Regions from separate parts of the Sus scrofa genome. Here region 2 is linked to region 1. The links are chromatin contacts, called in public HiChIP or PLAC-seq maps. All regions are on one chromosome and are shown on one strand. The core of a region is the stretch at or near the end of the contact, and the rest is flanking DNA. Distances in the headings are between cores, read along the strand shown. Region 1 has its middle 23 kb from the start of FAM214A. Region 2 overlaps MYO5C (unconventional myosin-Vc).

Evidence for each region. HiChIP or PLAC-seq counts read pairs in DNA pulled down with a chosen protein or histone mark.
Region 2: an H3K27ac HiChIP or PLAC-seq map of alveolar macrophages shows a contact between it and region 1. The contact joins two enhancer-like sites. A contact is called at or near these places in 1 of 5 promoter capture datasets (liver), 30 of 47 Hi-C or Micro-C datasets (adipocytes, adipose tissue, alveolar macrophages and 18 more) and 2 of 2 datasets of contacts at active chromatin or transcription factors (alveolar macrophages and skeletal muscle).

What each region holds. Positions count from the first base shown.
Region 1 is chr1:118,967,575-118,973,350 of Sscrofa11.1, reverse strand. No RefSeq gene overlaps it. Among named protein-coding and RNA genes, the nearest start is that of FAM214A, 23 kb to the left of the region's middle. Within about 2 kb of position 3,115, at least 28 of the 83 cell types and tissues checked have an H3K27ac peak or open chromatin away from gene starts, as enhancers often do. A contact at or near this core is called in alveolar macrophages, where this site is marked.
Region 2 is chr1:119,471,811-119,478,102 of Sscrofa11.1, reverse strand. It overlaps MYO5C (unconventional myosin-Vc), which reads right to left. Exons shown (of 41, transcript XM_021095283.1): 11 at 6,122-6,203; 12 at 3,886-4,026; 13 at 2,218-2,343. Among named protein-coding and RNA genes, the nearest start is that of MYO5C, 68 kb to the right of the region's middle. Within about 2 kb of position 3,537, at least 3 of the 83 cell types and tissues checked have an H3K27ac peak or open chromatin away from gene starts, as enhancers often do. A contact at or near this core is called in alveolar macrophages, where this site is marked.

The DNA.
Region 1 (5,776 bases), core at 1,866-4,365:
AGCACAGAATTCTGCCTCCTTGCCTCATCCTCCACCTTTTTTTGGCCCCTTACTTTTTTTTTAACAGCCTGATTTACTCTGAGGTAACTTAGCACTTGAGGAAGGAGCTTATCCTTGCCAGCAGCTGCCCAGTGTCCCATGATCACCATGACAGGGGGCAGAGCTGACTGTGTTAAGAATGGTGCAAAGGCTCCACCTTTCCTAGAACAGAAGAAATGGTCAAGACCACTTTAAGGTGACTCCTTCCTGTAAGACACAAGCTCACAGAACAAATAATTTATTCTATAAAATGCAGGAAATTATTTAGCATTTGGAGTAAATTAGGAGCATTTGTCAACTGTGAGAAACAAAGTAGAACTTCAACCTGGATTTGTCATCACTGCTCTTGATTTGTCCCTTATGGGGTTAGGGCTGAGGTATGGACCAAGCAGAGCAGGTGTGAAGTAGACGGGGCTGGATGGGGACCAGAACCAGGAGTGGGGTCAGGGTAGGACTGTGAGTCAAAAACTGGAAACAGATTCATTTCTCAAGAGAAAGCAGGGGTGTTTCTTGAGTTCTTTTATGTCAATTTCTTCTATGCCATTTTAGACCACACATTTCTGACTTTCAAGATTTTAAAGATAGAATTATAAGGAGACTCCCATCCATAAAATTAACTGGTTAAGTAAGTAGGTTTTGTGATTCATGAGATTAAGATAAATGTGCCTTAATTGAGCAGTACCAGCTGATATATGTATGATACATTATGAATATATGGTTGTCATTTTTCCCATTCAGCTTTTCTATGCACGTTATAAAAATACATATGGACTCAGGTTTAACCTGAATCTCTAACTTTTAGATATAACTTCCAGGTTACAGGAAAGTCAAGGGATGAACAAACAAGCCAAACTACAACCAGAGGAAGTCATCAGACACACCAAGGAGGCAGGCTTTCTTCAGGTCACCTGACCCCAGGCTCCAGTCAGTCAGTAGCAGAGAAAATGGAACGCCGTAGATCAAAAGACAATAGGCATATATCCAGACAAAACTCTAATTAAAAAAGACACATACACCCGCATGTTCATTGCAGCACTATTCACAATAACCAAGACATGGAATCAACCTAAATGTCTACAGATAGATGATTGGATAAAGAAGATGTGGTGTATATATACACAATGAATACTACTCAGCCATAAAAAAGAATGACATAATGCCATTTGCAGCAACATGGATGGAACTAGAGACTCTCATACTGAGTGAAGTAATTCAGAAAGAGAAAGACAAATACCATATGATATCACTTATATCTGGAATCTAATATAGGGCACAAATGAACCTTTCCACAGAAAAGAAAATCATGGACTTGGAGAACAGACTTGTGGTTGCCAAGGGGGAAAGGGAGGGAGTGGGAGGGACTGGGAGCTTGGGGTAAATAGGTGCAGAATGTTGCCTTCGGGATGGATTAGCAATGGGATCCTGGTGTGTAGCACTGGGAACTCTGTGTAGTCAATTATGATGGAACACATAATGTGAGAAAAAAGAATGTATGCATGTACGTGTAACTGAGTCACCATGCTGTACAATAGAAAAAATATATATATAAATAAATGATAAAAAAGATCAATTAAAAAAAAGATAATAGGGACACAAAAGCAAGTGCAATGTGGGATCTTATTACTGGATCCTAATTTAGACAATCCACTACAAAGGACATTTAATTTTTTTAATTTTATCATTTTATTTGAAGTATAGTTGCTTTACAATGTTGTGTTAGCACGTGGTGATTTATTTTTATGTATATATTACTTTTCAGATTCCTGAGAAATTGAATTTTAACTGGGAATTATCTATTAAGGAAAATAATTACATAATTTAATTTTTTTGGTTAAATGTGAAACTGTTCTTCTGATTATATAAAAGTTGTGGGTTTTTTTTTTTTTTTTTTTGCTTCTTGGGGCCACACACTAGGCTTATGGAAGTTCCCAGCCTAGGGGTTGAATCTGAGCTGCAGCTATTGGCCTGTGCCACAGCCACAGCAATGCCAGATTCAAGCCATGTCTGCAACCTACACCACAGCTCATGCCAACGCCAGATCCTTAACCCACTGAGTGAGGCCAGAGATTGGACCTACATCCTCATGGATACTAGTCAGATTTGTTTCCACTGTGCCACAACAGGAACTTCCTAAAAAGTTATTTTTAAAAGATGTCTATGGGAGTTCCAGTCCTGGCTCAGTGGTTAACAAACCCGACTAGCATTAATGAGGATGCATGTTGGATCCCTTGCCTTGCTCAATGGGTTAAGGATCCGGCATTGCCATGAGCTGGGGTGTGGGTCAAAGACACGGCTGGGATCTCTCGTAGTTGGCTGTGGCTGTGGTGTAGGCCAGTGACTACAGCTCCGATTGGACCCCTACCTTGGGAACCTACATATGCCCCGGGTGTGGTGCTAAAAAGACAAAAAGATTAAAAAAAAAAAAAAAAGTCTGTGGTGCAGTGGGTTAATGATTCTGCTTTCTCTCTGTGGAGGCACCAGTTCAATCCTGGGCCAGGGCAGTGAGTTAAGGATCCGTCATTGCCATAGCTGTGGTGTAGGTTGCAGCTCTGGCTTGGATATTACCCCTGGTCCAGGATCTGTCATATGCCACAGGGCAGCAAAAAAAAAAAAAAAAAAAAAAAAAAAAAAGTCTTGGGATAGCCCTTAATGGAAGGTAATATAAGAAAAGTAATGCATATATATGTATAACTGGGTCACTTTGCTGTATAGCAGAAATTGGCACAACATTATAAACCAACTCTATGTTTAAAAAAATTTTTTTTAATGTCAACTGAAGTTAAAAAACAAACTGTGTTTTCTGTTTGTTTCTCCCAGAACTTGGAGTTCTTAAAATGAAGGTTACCAGATGAGGGTAGGGTAACAGGGCTGGGCTATATTTTCATTTTCGTTCTGGTTAAAACAAGTGTTTTGGCAACTGAGAGTGGGGTGTGTTTGCAGCCATGCATGGCTCTTTCCTGAGTTGCCTCTTTGTGGGGGTTGAGTCCTTGTATTAAGTTTTGCATGGTCAGCAGAGCACCATGTGTTATGTAAAGCCAGGGATTCTTGCATCACAGTCGTCAGGCCCTCTTACCCACATCCTGTCACATTCAGCTGCAGATGTGGCAAGAGGCTCCAAGGCAGCACAAAAGGTCTGGGACTGTAACCTGTGCTTTGGGCCTCAGTGTATTCTGGGTAAAAGTGAACTTCGGGGACTCAGTGTTGGAGGGAAGGCAAGTTGTGTGGGACTTCAGTATACCCAAAGCAGACAGACCATGGGATCATGTCTGACCTTTCTCAGGAGGAGCCGAGGAGAAGAGCCGCCTGTGTACTGGGCCCTCCAGCTCCCTCAAGGCTGATTTGGACTAGACCTTGAGATGTCCGCAGAGATAGCAGCCCTCAGTGGCCCCCACAGGGGCTGGACCAGAAACTCAAGAACAGCTCCTATTGGAAATGATTCTTTTTATTTTAATTTTATTAAAGTATAGTTGATTTATAATGTGTTAATTTCTGCCTTACAGAGAAGTGATTCAGTTACACACATACATATAGCCATTTTCATATAGGTTATCCCAGAATATTGAGTAAAGTTCACTGTGCTATACAGTGGGTCTCCAATGACCATCCATTCAATACACAATAGTGTGCATATGCCAATCCCAAACCCCCAACCCATCTTTCAACCCACCTGTCCCCTTCAGTAACCACAAGTTTTGTTTTTGTTTTTCTATTTGTTTTTAGCTATGCCTGGGGCATTGTGGATGTCTGGCCAGGGACTGAACTGGCACTACAGCAGCAACCCAAACCACGGCAGTGACAACGCACCATAAGGGAACTCCAGAATATAACATTATTAAAATACACATATTATGTCTTAACTACTATGGGGAGGGTTCACCTTAGCTGGCACAACTCAGCTTCACTGTGGAATCCTTGGTGCCCAGGGCCAGAAATCATCCCCTCCCTGTCACTGGAGTCAACTCCTTCACAAAAGGCAGGGGCTTAGGACAGGTTTCTGCCCTGTGGAGGGAGGACTTGGTCTCCTCAAAGTCTTGGCTTGAAGTTCTGATGCTTGCTGGCTATGGTTTTTTATTTTTTATTTTTATTTATTTTTTGTCTTATATGCCATATATTCCATATGCTGCATCCGAGGCATATGGAAGTTCCCAGGCTAGGGGTTTAATCAAAGCTACAGCTGCCAGCCTATGCCACAGCTACAGCAACACCAGGTCCAAGCTGCGTCTGTGACCCACACCACAGCTCATGGCAACGCTGGATCCTTAACCCACTGAGAAAGGTCAGGGATCAAACCTGCATTCTCATGGATACTAGTCAGGTTCATTACTGCTGAGCCATGACGGGAACTTCCTGGCTCTGGTCTTTTAAATAAATCTCCTGATGGACTGGGTTTCAGCAACTACCAAAGATGGCTGAGATACTGAGGTCAGGTATTAGACTTACATGGGAGAAATTCTTGGGTTTGGGAGAGAAGACAGCAGAAAAAAAGAGAAATGAGTGTTCTTTCCAGGCTGCCCATTCTCAGAAAAACCAATAAGAAATTAGATAACAGTCTTATTTTATTAAACTTTTATACTATTAATGATTTATAGCTTCTTTGTATCATTCTTTAAAAGTCTCACAAAAGTCACCCATTGTTATCCTTTCAAGAGTGTGGCATTGGCACCTGGTGGAAACAGTGCTCCTTCCTGAGGCCCTAGGCTGTGGTGGGAGAAGGGTGGGGATAGGGTGGGGTAGGTTATTTTGCCTCCAAGCCTTACATCACTGTTTACAAGTTCTTTCCTCCATGCCTCATCACTTAAGTGCCCATAAAAATGGCATCACCCTATAGTGACTGTACATTAAATAATGACAATGTCACCTTTATCCCCATGTGCAGAATTTCTCATTGTTTCACCTCCCTCTTCTCAATCTCCTCTTTCTTCCTGGGTTTTGCTGATGAGAAACTGGTCAAGTGCTGCCACCCACTGGAAGAACTGTGGCATGGAAAATGTTAAAACCTAGGATTTCCAAGACAAGGTGCTTTGTTGTAAATCACTGGGCTGCTTGCTGCCTTTCACATTATTCCTTTCGCAACCTATAAAGCAAAGGGGCCCACAATTTACTTTCAAAGAAAATTGAATCTGGATATAGTTTTTTAAATCAAATATTTAAAAGTTTTTATGTTGAAATAATTTTAGACTCGGAGAAGAGTTGCACAAATAGTACAGGGGGTTCTGTTTACCCTTTACCCATCTGCCCCTAATTTACACATTTTACATAACCATAGTGCAATTATTGAAAGCAGGAAATTAACATTCATACAATACTTTAAGCTACTCTACAGACCTCAATTGAATTTTGAGTATTTTCCCACTAATATTTTTCTTGTCCAGAATCCAGCTCACATTGTCATGCCTCCTGAGTATCCTCCAATAGTGAAAATTCTTCAGTCTTTCTTGACCTTAACTCTCTTGAAGATACTGCTCAATTAATTTTTTTAACTTTGGTTTCATGTTAGCATATGGTGAGTTTGTTATCCTTACTTTATTTACTTGTTTATTTATTTTTTCCTTATATGGCCGTATCTGCAGCATATGGAAGTTCCTATGCTAGGGGTTGAATCAGAGCTGCAGCTGCCGGTCTACACCACAGCCAAAGCAACACCAGATCTGAGCAGCATTTATAGCCTACACCGTAGCTTTCAGCAATGCCAGATCCTTAACCCCACTAAGCGAAGCCAGGGATTGAACCTGCATCC
Region 2 (6,292 bases), core at 2,288-4,787, 500 kb before region 1:
CATCAAGAAGACAACCAATTAAAAGTGTTGGCAAGGATGTGGAGAAAAGGGACCTCTCTTACACTGTTGGTGGGAATATAAAGTGATGCAGCCACTATGAAAAACAATACAGAGATTCCTCAAAAAATTAAAAATAGAACTACCATGTGATGGAGCAATGGTACTCCTGGGTATATATCTGAAGAAAACAAAAACATTAATTTAAAAATATTTATGTACTTTTATGTTCATTGAAGCTTTCTTTGTAATAGCCAGGTCTCTGGAGTATATATTTCAATATGTGATATATAGTCTTCATAAATAAAACAATAAAAATTTAAAAACAGGCTTTCACGGGTGCTGGAACCTGGAGGCAGAGAGGGTATGCAGGGACCCTGGGCAAAGACTCTGCTTTGTCCCCTGCATAGGAAAGTGTCCTTACTGGTGCAGAGTTCAGGTTAAGAACCAGGAACACTAGCTGTCTGTAAACACACCCTTGTGAATCAAACACATGGATGGTGGTATAAACTCTTCTGGGCTAGTGTATGAACCACTAGTATAAATGAGCAAAAGTGTAACAAACACAGAACTGGGAGACTATTTGCAGGAGCAGTGTCACAGGCAGCTGAGTGCTTCTCTTGGAGGCTATGGAGATCTAGGCAAAGTGCACTGATTTGCTGAATCTAAGTGAAGCTGCCTTGATTTCAGAACAATTTTATTTCCTTGGCTAATTAAATTGAGAACTTAAGCTAACCTTATAGCATGTGTGGTTTCTTCCCACCAATCCACGATCCACACAAAACGCTGCATTGTTTGTTCTTTTAAGAGGGTCTTCTTACAAGTACCAAATGACAAGAATTAAATATAAAGAAACCATGTACTATTGAGACCATCTCTTAAAGTAAATCCCATATGTGCTTTACATGAAGTCTGATCCCCACCCACCACCATGGGATCAGAACTGTGAAATTACAAAGGACAACTAGGAAACATAACTTGATATAACATGATTCATTTCATGTGAATCTTTTCAAGAACCTATCTGCAAGTCTCTCAGCACTAAAAGGCAATCAGGTTTAATAGAGTTCCTCCAGATCTCCAAAGTTATTACAGATATCCCCTCTCTTGCTCCCTGGGCACCAGGTATGACGACCAGCAGACGACCCACAGCACTGGCCTCTAGGACAGGGAAGCACAGGCTGTCCCCACAATCCCCAGGTACCAGCCAGGCCACTGGAGTAACACCCAACTGGGCACTAACAGAGAGGGCAGGAGAATCCTTAAGGAAGGAAAGCAAGATAAGAAAGCATGCTTAGGACAGGTGGTTTTGGAGAATTTTCTTTTTTCCTTCCGTTTCCTAAGTTTTCTGTAATTTACTTTTAAAATAATTTTTTATTAAAATAACTTTTTTTTTCATAAGAAATAGGAGACATATAAAGTAGAAAATAGGATTTCCCGTTGTGGCTCAGTGGTAATGAACCCAACTAATATCCATGAAGACACTGGTTCAGTCCCTGGCCTCACTCAGTGGGTTAAGGATCTGGCATTGCCTTGAGCTGTGGCGTAGGTCACAGACATGGCTCGGATCTGGCATTGCTGTGGCTGTGGTGTAGGCTGGCAGCTACCGCTCTCATTTGACCCCTAGCCTGGGAAATTCCATATGCTGTGGGTGTGGCCCTAAAAAGACAATAAAGAAATTAATTAATTAATGTATAAAATAAAGATCACATAGAAAATCCATCATCTTGAGTCAATAAAAAAGGAGAGCGTTGAAAAAAGACATAGCTTTCAATGTAGGAAACAACCATGCTGTCTTTTTTTTTTTCTGGTCATGGAGCATGGGGAAGTTCCTGGGCCAGGGACTGACCTTAAGCCACAGCAGTGGCAATATCAGATCCTTTAACCACTAGGCCACTGAGGAAGGCCAACTATGCTGTCTTGATTATAACAATTTCATAAAGAAAATAAACTGATAAAAGGTTAATGAATTCATAATAAGCCCAAATCATAAGTGAGATCCAATGGAAACATGTTTATCTTTCAAGTAAAACAATCAAACTTTATATATTTTGAGGTAAAGACAAATTCAGAATTGTTACACACATGTACACACAGGTATCCTGCATCAAAGCTACATGCTAAGTGTGATGGATCCAATCATTAAAGTCCCTGGCCTGCCTGTCCCCCAGGAGACAGGGTGGGCTGGGGGCAGACAGCACTGTCAGACTATCACTGTACCTTATCAGCAAAGTGTTGGATGATGAAAGATGTGTTTGACATTCTCGGTTTTTCAAACAAAGAGTTCTTGTTGATAAAATTATTATACAGCTTTTGAAGCCAGTTTTCATCAGTCCCATGTGGTAACTGGAAGAGAAAAGCAAGCCAACTAGTAAGTAAGAACACTAGAGATGAAAGGTTAACAGAGGTACAGAAAAGTGCTAACTCGAAGACACCAAGATGAGTTAGCACCTCAGAGTGACCTACTCCAGATCCAAGACTCCTTTTTCAAATGCAACTCCAGGCAGAAATCTATCCTTGATCTTAACATTCTTTAGAGTGATATTTAAAGGGACACATCAATGCCCTTTTAGAAGAACAAAGTGTTATCGACAAAAAGGAAATGGTCCTATAATGACATAAGAATGAAGGATTTTATTTCTGCAAAATTGGCAGTATTTTAGTATTTTTTTTTTCCTCAAAGATTTCCAAAGGTCCAGGAAAAAGCACCATGGGTTCCATTAGGTGAGCGTGATTTTTATTTTTAGTTGAAAGGGAGAAGTTCCTCACCCCAAAGTAATCCTCCCCGTCTCCTGCTTCAGGAAGAGTCTTTCTTTTGTTTTACTGCTTAGTTAGTCCTTTTAGTTAGTTCTTTTGTTTTACTGCTTAGTCAGTCCTCCAACTAAGCACTTACCTACTCAAACTAAGCTAGTTGCAAAACTTGTTCCTGATACTGGTGATTTTGAAGCCATCCATTATACTTACGCTGAATCTAATACCCCATCATGTCAAAATGACTCCTTCATGCTTCTTTGACATTGTCACCTAGGGAGTGTCTCTGTAGAGTGGGCAAAATATTTCCTAGAGACTACCTTGACCTATGCACTCTGCCCCCAGTAGATTATTCCAGAATGTTTGGCCTTGATGCGTGCTTTTTAATCTCACATCACTGCTGGGGTTAAAGCACAAGTTGTACCAGAAAGGATCATCTGTGAGAAGAACCACGGAATTGGGAATTCCAGGGAGAAAATACCAGTAAGTCTTTAACAATATACTCATTTGGCGGAGCACAAATAAACCTTTGGAAAAGAAACAGACGTATGTTTAAACATCAAACTACAACATTTAAACCCAAACATGAATACTGTCCTGTAGATTATTTTTTCTATGGCTCCATGAGGAACAATGCTAGGCTGACTCACTATCAACATGTTCCTCCCAGAGGGTAATAATAATAATAATAGGAAAATTCCCAGAGACTCTTCCCTCAATTGTATGATGTTGATTTTTCAGTTGCACCTCCCAATGGGTGACTCATAGAATCAGGAAGTAAAAGAAAACTCAATTCTTGTAGTCATTAACAACTGGTGTGTGGTCACTTGCTGTGTCCATGTCCACTGGATATATATACCCAGGGACAGCTTCAGAGGGCTCCTCCCTAATGGACATGACCTAGAGGTTGTGTTACCCAAGGGTGGGCTACACATATTGAGGGTGGGAAGTCCACCCTGCCCTCTGGGATTCCTGCTCTTGACTGCTGTCCCAGCAGTAACATCCAACCAGTTGTTAATACATCAGGAATGAAATACATACATGTGAATGAAAACACACACACACACACACCCAATTTTGCAATATGCTCATCTATTACTACTCAGAAGTTGAAAACAAGTTATTTTTAAAAGTTACCAAGCATTCTTCATCCAGTAACTCCAAAATGCCCATTTTTGCTTCAATCAGGTCGATAACTGGTTGGTTGTCATAAAAATCTATCAGAGTCCAAGGAATATCTTCCTTCATATATTCTTCTTGTTCAAGTTTAAAGACATGCTGGGAATCCAGAAGTTAATACAGAAAGTAAAAGAGAATATCACGATGTGTGTCTGAAGAACAGGAGGTAAACATGTGCAAAATGTAGATTCATGACAGATTGGTAACGTTTATGGAAGACCCTGAGATTTATGCAGCTCCCCATATCTATGCTCAATGCTGCTGAAGTCCTATCATGGGCTAGCTGTCATCTTCCCTCCCAGTCTAAGTGGGTCCCCACATCCTGGGGTGTAAGGCCTGGGCCCGCCTGCCACTTTCAGCACTCAGGGTGGTCCTGGAGCCCCTTCCCTCTCACAGCCACTGCTGCTGTCCAAGGCAGACCCAGCCTCTTTGGCTGGGTGGAAGCCAGCCTACCCAAAAATGCTGGCTGTGGGGCCAGTGTGAGAAGCCAACAACTTAGAGAGCTTTGTTCATTATTTGTTTGGGCTATGAGGATATCAAGAAGGCCCCCAGAGGGCTGGCTCAGGCTCATCCTGGCTGCAGGAGGAGGAAGGGGGAGAGGCTATGAGGAGCAAGGCCCCCTCAGGAGAATCCCACTGGGAACTGCACAGAAGCCCAACAGGTGGTTGAGAAGCAGACAGGCCACAAGGGCCAGACAGGGCAACAATGAAAGTGCCAGGGGGCAGATGGGGTGGGACTGCAAAGGACAGCAGAGGGGAGAACATACCAGCCCCCTGTGAACTGCCCCCAGAGAATCTCAGTCCTGTGACATTTTCCTAGAGGCAGTGAGGACTCACAGTTCATGATGAGCTCTACATTCTGGAAAGACACCTCAGTTTAGGGGTAGGGATGGCTTTGAAGAAGACAGGACTGGAGGCAGAGAGCCCAGTCAGGACCCAGCCCAGGTTCTGTGGAGGCTGGTCACTGGGAGGAAAGTGAGGGAGAAGGAAGGAGTTGGGATGAACATGAAGCTCAGGATACTGGAGCTTTAACCACAAAAGGGAGCATGGAGGGTGAGGAGGCCAAGAGAGGAAGGTGGCAGGTTCATTTTTTCACTGCTGAGCTCCCTGAGGCCACCCATGTGCAGCAGTCAAACAGTGGGCAGATTTATGGGACATGAGCTAGGGGGCTCACTAGCATTTTTATGCTGATATTTAAAGTATTACCTCTCCCAGGAGGATCTGCCCATTGGTAGATGATGCTACAACAACAACAACAACAGCAACAACAAAAGGAGGACAAAATAGAAGAGGAGGAAAAGTAGAATAAAAAAGGAAAAAATGGAATTGCAGCCTCTGATTGCTATTTTCAGGGGATGTCTTGTACATGCATCATTCTGGGGTTGGGGCAAATGTGTGTGTTGGGAATAAGGTGGCACTGGAGTTTTGGGAGAGACAGGATCTGTTTTGTCTTCAGGTGAGCTGTGCTGCACATTCACTTGGAATAAACATGAGTTCAGTCACTAAATGCTAAACTTCCAGAGAATCTTTGAGAATGCTAACAGAATACAAATTTGCAATGGGTTGAAATCTAATGCATATACCTGGACTAATTCTGGGGCAAGGAATAGGAAAACAAAGAAATGTTTACCAAATATGAGTCAATGTAGGGTCTTCGCACAAGAACATCAGAGAGCCCAAGGTCCCAGAGGAAGGAGGTGGTAGAGGTGAGATTCAAACCCAGTTTAGTTTGAGCAAAAGCCCATGCCCTCCATGATGTCACACATGATGTCTTCTCAGGGGTTGTCAGGGAGAAGCTGAATTTCAAAAGAAAAGCAAGAGTTCTCCAGGTAAAGAAGAAGGGATGGGGAAAGAACAGGAGTAGGTGGATTGTGGCAGAGAGAGCAGCAGGTGCACAAGGGCTGGAGCCTTCAGGAAACTAGGTTGTTTTGCCTGGCTACAGGGGAATCTGGCCAAGAAAGGCTGCTCCAAAAAAGATAAAGTAGGATGGGAAGGTGCAGCTTTAAGATATGGCCACAAGATGGGGCAGTGACACAGCATGTGACCCCTTTAACAATAGGAAGATTTGAAGCAGGAAGGAGCCAGAGGGAGTTTCTGTGTTTTCTCCCTCCCTCTCACGCCTGCTTTTTCTCTCTCCTTCCCCCCACCCCACACAAATGCATGCCTGCACACATGCATGCACGAAAATCACCTACCAGATTAAACTGCTGTTGCAGCTTTTCGTTAGCATAATTGATGCAAAACTGTTCAAAGCTGTTCACATCAAAGGTTTCAAAACTGAAATAAAGTTTAAACAAGTTAAGATGTAACTTGAAAGACATACACATTCATTCATAGGTTTTTTTTTTTTTGTCAAACTTTATAGC